Regions from separate parts of the Danio rerio genome. Here region 2 is linked to region 1. Evidence: chromatin contacts called from public Hi-C data. All regions are on one chromosome and are shown on one strand. Each heading gives the region's core, a stretch centred on a gene start, on an enhancer-like site or on the middle of the called end of the contact. The rest is flanking DNA. Distances are from core to core; before and after follow the strand shown.

Region 1 (5,200 bases), core at 373-2,872:
TAAAAAAAAAAAAAAGTGAGTTGCACCTAAGCTTTTAACACTAAGCAAGGGCATTCCCCCTCCCCCTAATTGAGAAATGTTAGAATACATGCGTGTTTGGTATTGTTTGTTTAGGAGTTATTATTTTAAGCGTGCTGTTTTTCTTTCCCATATACTCTTAAGCCACATGAAATGTTGGCAGTGAATGCCAACCCGTTTGTGTTTTGGACCTCAACTGTTTGAGCCTGTGTGAAGAACTGCAGTGGATTTGCGCTTTGGGAGATTCAATAACAGGCTCCGCTTGACATTTACTTGAACTCGAGCTGCATATGTAGAAGAAACCTGAATGCCTGTCCATTCTGAATGTTGCCAGAAAGAAACCTCAGCAGTCTGGCTTGTCAAATTTGTATTTGGGGAGGACTACTGTTTTGTTTTTAGTGTAGGTTGTGTTGTACATCTTGCCTGTTAACACATCATCAAGTTGTATTTCCAGTGAAATGAAAGGAGGCACGTGAAGATTTTGTATTTTATTTTTGTCCTGCTTAAGTGGCCGTCCCAGCCATTTAAATGAAATCACACACATCAGTCCTCATATCATCATTGTAACCATATGCATTGCAGAACTCCTTGTTAACCTGATTCATCTGTGCTTTCTATTGGATGTATTGAACGCCCTTAGGAATTGCCGTTGTTGCGAATGATTATTGTATCCATGAAAGCTCACCGTAACATATATACCTGCAATATTAAGATCACACATATCCAGTAAGAACTAAGAGCTGTTCAGTTTTTGTAGTCTTAAAAAGCGATGGGGATGTTAAGAATAGTGGTTTACAATTAAATTAGAAAAAAAAATAATGTCTGTTTATTTATAGCACAAATTATACGTAGACACATTGCTGTGCTTGCTAATGGTTCATTTGTTGCTATGTAAAGGCTACAGCTACCACACAGATGCTAGCTTTTCTGCAGTTTTTAATGAACAATTAGCTTTTAAAATTTGAGATTGTGTTTAAAAAGTCAAATAACATTACATTTTGAGACCATTTCAATGTGGTCATGTCATTGGCCCATTAACATTTCCTGCTTGTTATCAAACTATTTAATTTCAACTGTAACAAGAGGCAATTCAATGATAACTTAATGTTAAAACAGCTATCATAACATTGTTTATCAATATGTGGCCCTTTTTGGATTCTTGGAAGCTAAGATACTAAAAATGTAAAACAGGAAATACGTTGGGACCATTGTTTTTGTTTACATCCCTCAAAAGGAATACTCTGAGGGAACCTGTAAGTTAGCATCATGTTTAGCCTACAAATTGACGTCATGACTGAACAGCTCTATTAAAATAACGTGACAAAGACCTTTAATGTCAGAAGAATATCAATCTATGCTATGCAGGAATTCTGTTTGTTAGCATACCTTTACTGGTTTGAGCAATAAACCCTGAACGAACACCTTTTTGTCTTATTCGACTTTTTAATGTGTGTGTGTTGCTTTTGTATTTGTGTTAAAGTCAAAAACTAATAGTCAGTTGGAAGTAATATTCGAGAAAAATCGCTTAGAGCGTGTGTAGAGAAAGAGAGAAAACTACACCTCCCATAATGCCCTATCACGGGTCTTATTTCCGGTCCTGCGCGGTTTCTGGAGCGGATTGGAACCCGGAGTCAGGATTCACTAAATGTGTAGACGTTTGGAAAACAGGTAATGACTTTACGCTGAACTTGTGAAGCATTTATATTCAAACGCATCGCGCGAAATGTGCTCGTGCTCTTCATTAAAAGCTGCAGGAGCCGCTAAAAGTGTGAGTTTCTCGCGCTTTTCGCTTTCAAACGCTCTGGCTCCAGATGAGCTTCAGCGTCTCCATTCCATCCGCCATGCCGATTGTTCTTTGTTACATTTGCATTGCTGAAAGAGAGCGAGCGCAGCCTGAGATCGGAGTTAAAACCCGGCTACAGTTTGAAATCTTCCCAAATCACGGATTCTGTCCGCATTGTGCTGTTTCCCCCGACTGCTTTCCGGCGTTTCATCCGCGGACAGCTCCCCGTTCTGCGTTGTTAAAGAGCGTCATGTGTTGTGATTGTTGTGCTGAGGAGCGTCAACAAAATCTGTTGCATTGTCTGAATGAGCACAAAGTTGCATTTATAGGTTTTTTTCACTGTGTGTGCATTTATCATTCACTAGATATTATCAAAACGAAAGCAATATTATTTAGTATACAAATGTTTCCACACGTTTTAGACCGTTTTACTTCAGAGTTTACAACTATTTTTTAAAATATATCATAGAAACTGTTTGTATTATAAATAGCTGAATACACCTTAACGTTTTGCACATCCACATCACATGTTTGGAAATTGAATATGTTAGTATATCCTCAAATTTGTCTTATGTTTATAAAAAAAAAGTACTTTAACAATTGAGCAATTCCAGTGTTATGGATGTGATATTTGAAGTAAAAACTCAAAACAAATCCACAGAGAGAGTATATGTTTACATATTGAAGCATCTGATTATATTTTTTAAAACAACTAGCCACAGAGTTGTGGGATCAGAAAAATATCAACCTGTAAACATTTTTTACACTTTAAATGAGGAAAATAAACATGTGTTATGGAGGTGACCTAAAAAAGCATGCAAGTTTACAGTATACAACATACTTTGTAGAAATTCTGTAAAATAAACTGCACAAATCAAAATAAACGATGATAATCAAAAGGAGAAGCGTTGGCTCACTATAGAACAAAGATGATTGATATATTTTTATTTAACATTTTTGTATTTATGAGCAAAAAGCTTGGTTATGGATGTTACAGATGTGAAATTGCCAATTGTCTGACTTTGGTCAATCAAATATAATTGTTTGAGAACATTGACAGAGACATGTTTTAAAAGTTTTACAGTCTTTTAAAGTACAAACCTACAAAAAAAAAAAACTTAGGTTCGCTATTTTGGTAAAAATGTAATTGTTTTCATGGCAAGGTTAAGCTTTGCATGACATTGCTCAATTTGCAGATGATCGCATCATGGTAAAGTTTTATATTTGCACATTCAGGCTTTCACCCTCTTAATATAATTTTAAAAAAGTGTTCTTTGCAAATTATAAATTGGGATATTATATTGGCAAGCAAGGACTAGCAAAGTACAACATTGTTCACGGTCAATTAAATAGTGCTAATGTTGTTTTTAAGTTATACTTGCATGCGATTTCAGACTGAATATTTATAGTAGGGTGTCACAAATGGCCACTGTTCAAAAATGAATGAATGTGAGAATATAAAACCAACTTTACCACAATGATGATCACCAGGTTTCTTTTTTTTATTGTTATTGGTTAATAAATCAGTATATTTTGCAAAAACAAATAGCGTAACATGAATACAGAGTATTTTTTGTTGTGTTTCGCTTTGAATTCATTCATGTGTTTTTTATTTTTTATTTTAATCTTTTATTGGTGTTTAACAAGACAATACATCATAATATACAATACAACATAGGGAAAATTACAGATTGTTTTATTTTTCTTATTTTCCCCACTATCCCCTCAAAATAAAATACATAAATGTATGAATTATAAACAAACATATCCTCTGAAAGAAAATAATAAATTATTTAAAATTAAAATAACTTTTAAAAAATGAGCAAATTTAACTAATGTGTTTAAAAATTAAGTGTAAAGGGTATACAACCATAATTTTAAAAAAAAATTGTAAAATGCAATATTCATTCATTTTCCTTCGGCTTAGTCCCTTTATTCATCAGGGGTCGCCAAAGTGGAATGAACCACCAACTTATCCAGCATATGTTTTACACAGCGTATGCCCTTCCAGCTGCATCCCAGTACTGGGTTGCAGTTAGACGCATTAACAGTTGTACCATTGATAGTTATACAAACACACTAGTCACAGATATACTATACAAACTATTCACACACACACTCATACGGGGAAACCGGAGGAAACCCACACTAACTTGGTTAGAACATGCAAACTCCCCACAGAAATGCCAATTGACCCAGTCGGGACTCGAACCAGTGACCTTCTTGCTGTGAGACGACAGTGGTAACCACTGAGCCACCGTGTCGCCTGATAAATAAAATTTTTGTATATTTATTCTCTCATATCTTTTGGGACAAAGCGATAAGTCTTGATCCATCCAGCTTTGATTTCAAAAGACTGAAATGCACATTTTTTTTTAACTCTGTCATGAAAGCCTCAAGTATTAGTAATTTACCTGTTTATTGTAGACTGTTTCAAATCTGTTTCATTTGGAAACTCTATAACCTTTTCTCTTTTATTTTCCCCCTGTTCAAACTTTTTGCAGTGTGATGCAGCCATCGAATCAAAATTTGCTCACAGTTTACAAAATACATTCAAGTTTGTCAGCAAAAACCTTGTCGATGGGCTCTATGCACAGCTAGTGTTCTTCAGCCAATGATAAAATTATGGTGAAAGCTTAATGTTTTCAATATCATAAGGTTCTTATTACAGCATCAATGTTGTAATGTAATTAAAATACATTCAGTTTAATAGACTTAAGCATTCGTTTAGTTGTTCAAGCATAAAACGAGATGAAAGATCATCAGGAGCAGCAGGCAAAGGGGCAAATCTGTCATATTTTAAAGACATGGTGGGAGAAATGGAATTTAATGCAGTGCTTCTTGTCTGTTCTGATGCCCACTTTATATTGTATATCTATCAGGCAGTAAAGATTGCTGATTTTTAAAGAAATCATATCTTAAACATGGCGATTTTGAAATTGAAAGACAGTTCACAGGAAGCGCTGAGGCTGGCTGGCTGAAATTAAAAGTCTGTGTGTATATAGCCCATTAAATAAAAGGTAAAGAGAATGAACACATCACAGACTCTTTTTACTTGACCTACTAATCTGCTTTTAATTGCTAAATATAATAATTATTACATACTCTTTTGTACGTCGCAAAAGGACAACATGCAACAAATCACTTCAATGGTTTAACTGTTCAGTGCTATAAATCTAATGTCAGTATTTTGTGCACCATCTCTAGGGTGTCAGGATGGCCGAGCAGACACCAGATGAGTTTATTTGTAAGTGCACAACTATAATCTCACTTGTTTATGAATATGCATGCAGCAGCATTGTATTCTCATTGTTCGAGGGAAAGTTCACCTAAACATCTTGTCATGAGTTCTGTCATTATTTGCTCAAACTCCCATTTGTTTCAAACATTTATGAGTTT
Region 2 (4,738 bases), core at 202-2,701, 54 kb before region 1:
GGTAGTTTATATTCGGAATCTCTGAACTTCCATTCAAAAGTTTGAGGTCAGTAAGATATATTTGAATTTATGCTTTTATTCAGCAATAATTTTGTACAAATCCTGCCTTTTTTACTTTCTTTTTTATCGAAATATCCTGAGCAAATTGTATCCACAAAAATATTAAACAGAACAACTGTTTGGTATACTGTAAAAGTGTTTGCTGCCTTAAATGTATTTGTTGAATCAAATCAACTTTTCTAGTCATCTAAACTTGCATCAATCAAACTGACAAAAATATTAAGCTAAACTTTGCATAGCAGATAGACAAACTATACTTATACTATAAAAATAGTCCAAGTAATTATGGATGTGTAAATCTGATGGGTTTATAAGAACTGATTTGGTCACACTTTATTTTAATGGTCCGTTTGTTGAATTTAAGTTACATTGCATCTACATGCCACCTAAATCTCATTAGATTATAAGTACACTGTTAGGTTACGGTTGGGTTTGTAAGTTTTTACATGTACTTGCAAAGTTTCTTATAGTCAGTTAAATGTCTGTTGAAAGAGCAGTATCAATAGAAATTAAGCAGACATTATACTAATACTCAAATGAATCATCAAAATGAAAGGTGTTAGCACTGATTTTATTTAATAACCTCATTTATTTTCATTTATTAATTTTTTCCTCTTAGTTTGTTTGTATATCAAAGGTTTTAATTGTATTGTAATTGAATTATAACCTAATTGTGAGGGCAATGCTTTAGTTGGGCACTAGTTTGTTTGGGTTTGTTAACAGGCTAAGTTTAATTCTGTACAGAGACAGATTCTATTTTGTATTTTGTTTAAGAATCAATACAACTGTAATCACTAAGTTAAAAATTGTTGAAAGCTGATTAACTTATTAAAATATGTTAAAGCAACAATAAACATTTGTTGTCTTGACTTTTTGTGATTATATTTTTACAGTGTAATGATCAGATCAAAATTCAATGATTTCTAAGAAATATCAGTGCAGCAATTTCAGCTTTGTTGTGACAATTTTAAATAATAATTCATTTAAAATATCATCATACTGACTTTAAAGTGTGTACCAACTATGATTTAAACTGTTATTACACTAAATAAATTATCTTAAATTCTGTAAAATACCTGTACACTACTAGAATAGGTTGTGCTCCCGAAGCTCTCATCTTGAGCTGAGCTGTACTGACTGACCTCCTCATCTGCATGAATGCACCCCTTTGGTAAATAATTATTAGACGGTGGCCCAAATGCTTTTCCAACACCATCACTGCATTCTTCTTCCACATTCACACTCTTCACCACTGCATCCACCTCATCAAAACATGGTGCACCCACTCGAGCCCCCTCCACATTATCCAGACTCTCCTCAGCTTGCTGTAGAAGAACCTGAGACACTTTAAGATTGAGAACAATGGAGCCGGTGTGCTTTGAGATGGAGCGACTGATAGCCAGATCATTGTCTGTATCACTACAACGAGGATCCTCTGGGAGTGGAGCATGATGGGTAATAGGCCATTCATGTGAAGCAGTGATATCATTATGTGAGGAATCCCTATGGAGGTCATCAGTGTCTGCAGTGGACTCTTCTTCCTCTTTGTAGATTCTCTCCTGATGATATTTCTGGCTCTCATGTCTTGCAGTCCTGCACTGCTTATATACTAAGGAAAGAACAGAACAAACTATATTAATTTATAAATGTTCTTTGACTTTTTTAGGCTCTAAAATTTTACTTAAAGGTCCCTTGAAGAGCTCTGAAATGTGCATTTTGTTATTCGATGTTTGACGTAATCTCAACTTAAACATGAAGAGAAGGTGGGACATCCCAGATAGCAAAATTTATGTGGCTCAAATCTGGCCCACACCAGACACTTACATCCGGCCCACATACCGCATGGAATGATGGCACTTGGGCGGTCCGCTCCTGTTTGCCAGATCTGGGCCACAAATAAGCCAAAGCAATAATACATATCAGCCAGAATTCAATTCAATTTAATTCAATTCAATTCAGCTTTATTTGTATAGCGCTTTTACAATGTAGATTGTGTCAAAGCAGCTTCACATAAATGGTTATAGTAACTGCAACAGTGTAGTTCAGTTTTTAGTGGTTAAGTTCAGTTCAGTTCAGTTTAGCTCAGTTCAGTGTGTTTTAAAATCATTGCTAAGAGTTCAAACACTATAATTTAACCAAATGAACCAGAACTGATCCTATTCTGGGCCACAATTTGCTTTTATTCTGGCTCAGATCTGGCCTATTACTTCTAATAATGGATTAAACATTGGCTAACATCAGTGAATTATATTATTTCATCACAGGTTGTGCCTCACTTCATTTTGTTTGCTGTAATGAACAAACTTTTCAAGCAAAGTTCTTAAAACTTACAGCAGCCCAAAAGAAAATTTATATTAAGAGTTTCAGGGCTATGAGCCCAACTAAAGCAAACACTTTTCTCCATGATGGTGACTTTAGTCTATGTATTCCACATATGTTTTAAGATAACTGGGCCACATTTGCTATATCTCCTCTGGGCCGCTTTAGGCTCACAGCCATATTAGCCAGAGCTAACTGTGCCAAATATTTCAGATTACGTTTTGTCATAAGTGCCAAATCTTTGCCTTAAATGGCCCATATATGAATTTGAATCTTTGGCCCCCCTTTGCCATTGTACAGATGGGCCACTTTAGGCTTAAATTCATTTTGTCTGGGCCAAAGGAATACCACCAGTGCCGCATAACTGCCTAAAGTGGCCCACATTCATATGCTATCTGGGACGGCTCCTCCCCTGTTAAAAACAACCAATAGCATTGTGTTTTTATCACAGTTCTGCCCGTGGGAGTGGTTGTTATCAAGTGCATTACATGAATAGCAAATAAGAAATGTTTTTAAGGGGACGGGGCATGTAAAATACTAGAAAGCATTTGATTGGTCAAGATCTTATGTGAAACTGAAGTATGAAGTGACGTGAAAAACGTTCGTTGATCTATTTATACGAAAGTGGCAAACTACGAGCTTTGGATGTTTATATAGGTTTTATATTCTCTAAATGTAATTTTTGTCACTGATTTGGAGCACAATAGCAAATAACCTTAAAATACCTTAAAATATCTAAAAAAAAACTTTATTTTAACTTCATAGGACCTTTAATCATGGCTTTATAAAAATCTCACCCAATTTGTCTTGCTCCCTAGCCTGATTGATGTCAATGACGCTCTGAAGAGTCGAACATGAGTGGCATCTACTTCTCTTGTTCTCGCTTTTTATCTCCTGCAGCAAATTCAATTGGAAAATTCACTCAATAATGTATTATTCTATGTGTATCTGGGAAAAACTTGCACAAAATAACCTTAATCATTCTTCCTTCATAGCACCCACAAAGTAACTGATTATAAATCATTTTTAGGCACCATGCAAAAGCAAAACCGCAATTGCTATATTTGGTATTGGCAAGCTGCCATTGTTTAGGCTAATGCTTTTCTACCATATGAAGGGAAAAATTACCCTAATCAATTGAACGTTTTTAATACACATTTTAACATTTCAAAGGAATGTTGATGTTTCCCTCCATTTAACAATGACAATTAATTTTTTAAAATATGTGTGTGTATCTCTCTCTCTCTCTCTCTCTCTCTCTCTATATATATATATATATATATATATATATATATATATATATATATATATATATATTTATATAATGCTAAATGAACAATTAAGGCCAAAAAACATGCACAACTGTTCAAAAGTATATATTAAGAATATTAGAAATATTTTGATTTTTAAATAAATGCCTTTCTTTTAAACTTTCTTTTACCAAAAAATTATTCTTAAAATCAAGATTTTAGCATTTTTAATTATAAAAAATGTAAACTGAAATAAAAGTAAGAATTATATAAGAATTATATGACCCTGAAGACGGATATAATAATGCTGAAAATTCAGCTTTGCCATTACATCATTTTATTATATATTTTAAAATATGTTGAAATAAAAACATTTATCTTAAATAGTAAGAATTTTGCAATAACAATATAACTGTGTTTACTTTATTTTTGACCTTGGTGAGCTAAAAAAAAAATTAACTTAATGACTCTAAACCAGATGTGTCAAACACAGTTCCTAAATGGCCACAGCTCTGCACAGTTTAGCTTTAACCCTAATCAAACGCACCTAATCTAACTGATTGAGTCCTTCAGGTTTGTTTAAACATACAGGTAAGCGTGTTTGAGCAGGGTTGGAACTAAACTCTGCAGTGCTGTGGCTTTCCAGAAACTTCGTTTAACACCCCTACCCTAAACAGCAGTGTACATCTAGTAAATAGAGCTTGCTCTAACACACACTGGTGAAATATAATAACAGAAGTAAACTGGTGTACAAACTCTGATATGGCAGCGTAAATGGTAGCACAGATCGTGCAGGTTGCTGCTCCGGTCCTGGGCTCTGTACTGAAGGCCTGTCTGCAGGAACTGGTAATATGGCTCAGGCACTGCAGGATGTGCTTTCAGAGCTTGACCAGCCTCTACTGACCGTTTTATCCAGCGTGGTTCAATGGAGCCCCATGGAACTTCATCTGTGCAAAGCAATGCACCAGCTTTACAAACTACTGATACAAATTTATAGGAAATTTAGTACTAAACTACTAATACAAAAACCTGTTACATAAAACTTAACTAGCGGTTAGCACAAGTACCTGCAAAGATCTCCTGCACAAGGGCACACATACTATAGAGAT

Evidence for each region. Hi-C and Micro-C count contacts between places; a contact is called where the count stands out from the background.
Region 2: a contact with region 1 is called in a Hi-C map of hematopoietic stem cells, with 2.2 times the contacts expected there. The contact joins the enhancer-like site here to the promoter of prdm15 in region 1. A contact is called at or near these places in 4 of 18 Hi-C or Micro-C datasets (caudal fin, fibroblasts, hematopoietic stem cells and 1 more) and 1 of 4 datasets of contacts at active chromatin or transcription factors (caudal fin).

Annotation. Positions count from the first base shown.
Region 1 is chr10:38,294,850-38,300,049 of GRCz12tu, reverse strand. It overlaps prdm15 (PR domain containing 15), which reads left to right and starts at 1,622. Exons shown (of 25, transcript XR_012386452.1): 1 at 1,622-1,686; 2 at 5,009-5,048. It overlaps c2cd2 (C2 calcium dependent domain containing 2), which reads left to right. Exons shown (of 15, transcript XM_009305500.5): 15 at 1-1,441. It also overlaps a transcript of mdh2 not described here.
Region 2 is chr10:38,348,939-38,353,676 of GRCz12tu, reverse strand. tex14 (testis expressed 14, intercellular bridge forming factor) reads right to left here. Exons shown (of 29, transcript XM_073914998.1): 11 at 4,697-4,738; 12 at 4,386-4,576; 13 at 3,177-3,273; 14 at 1,203-1,669. It also overlaps a transcript of mdh2 not described here. Among named protein-coding and RNA genes, the nearest start is that of tex14, 10 kb to the right of the region's middle. Within about 2 kb of position 1,451, at least 5 of the 62 cell types and tissues checked have an H3K27ac peak or open chromatin away from gene starts, as enhancers often do.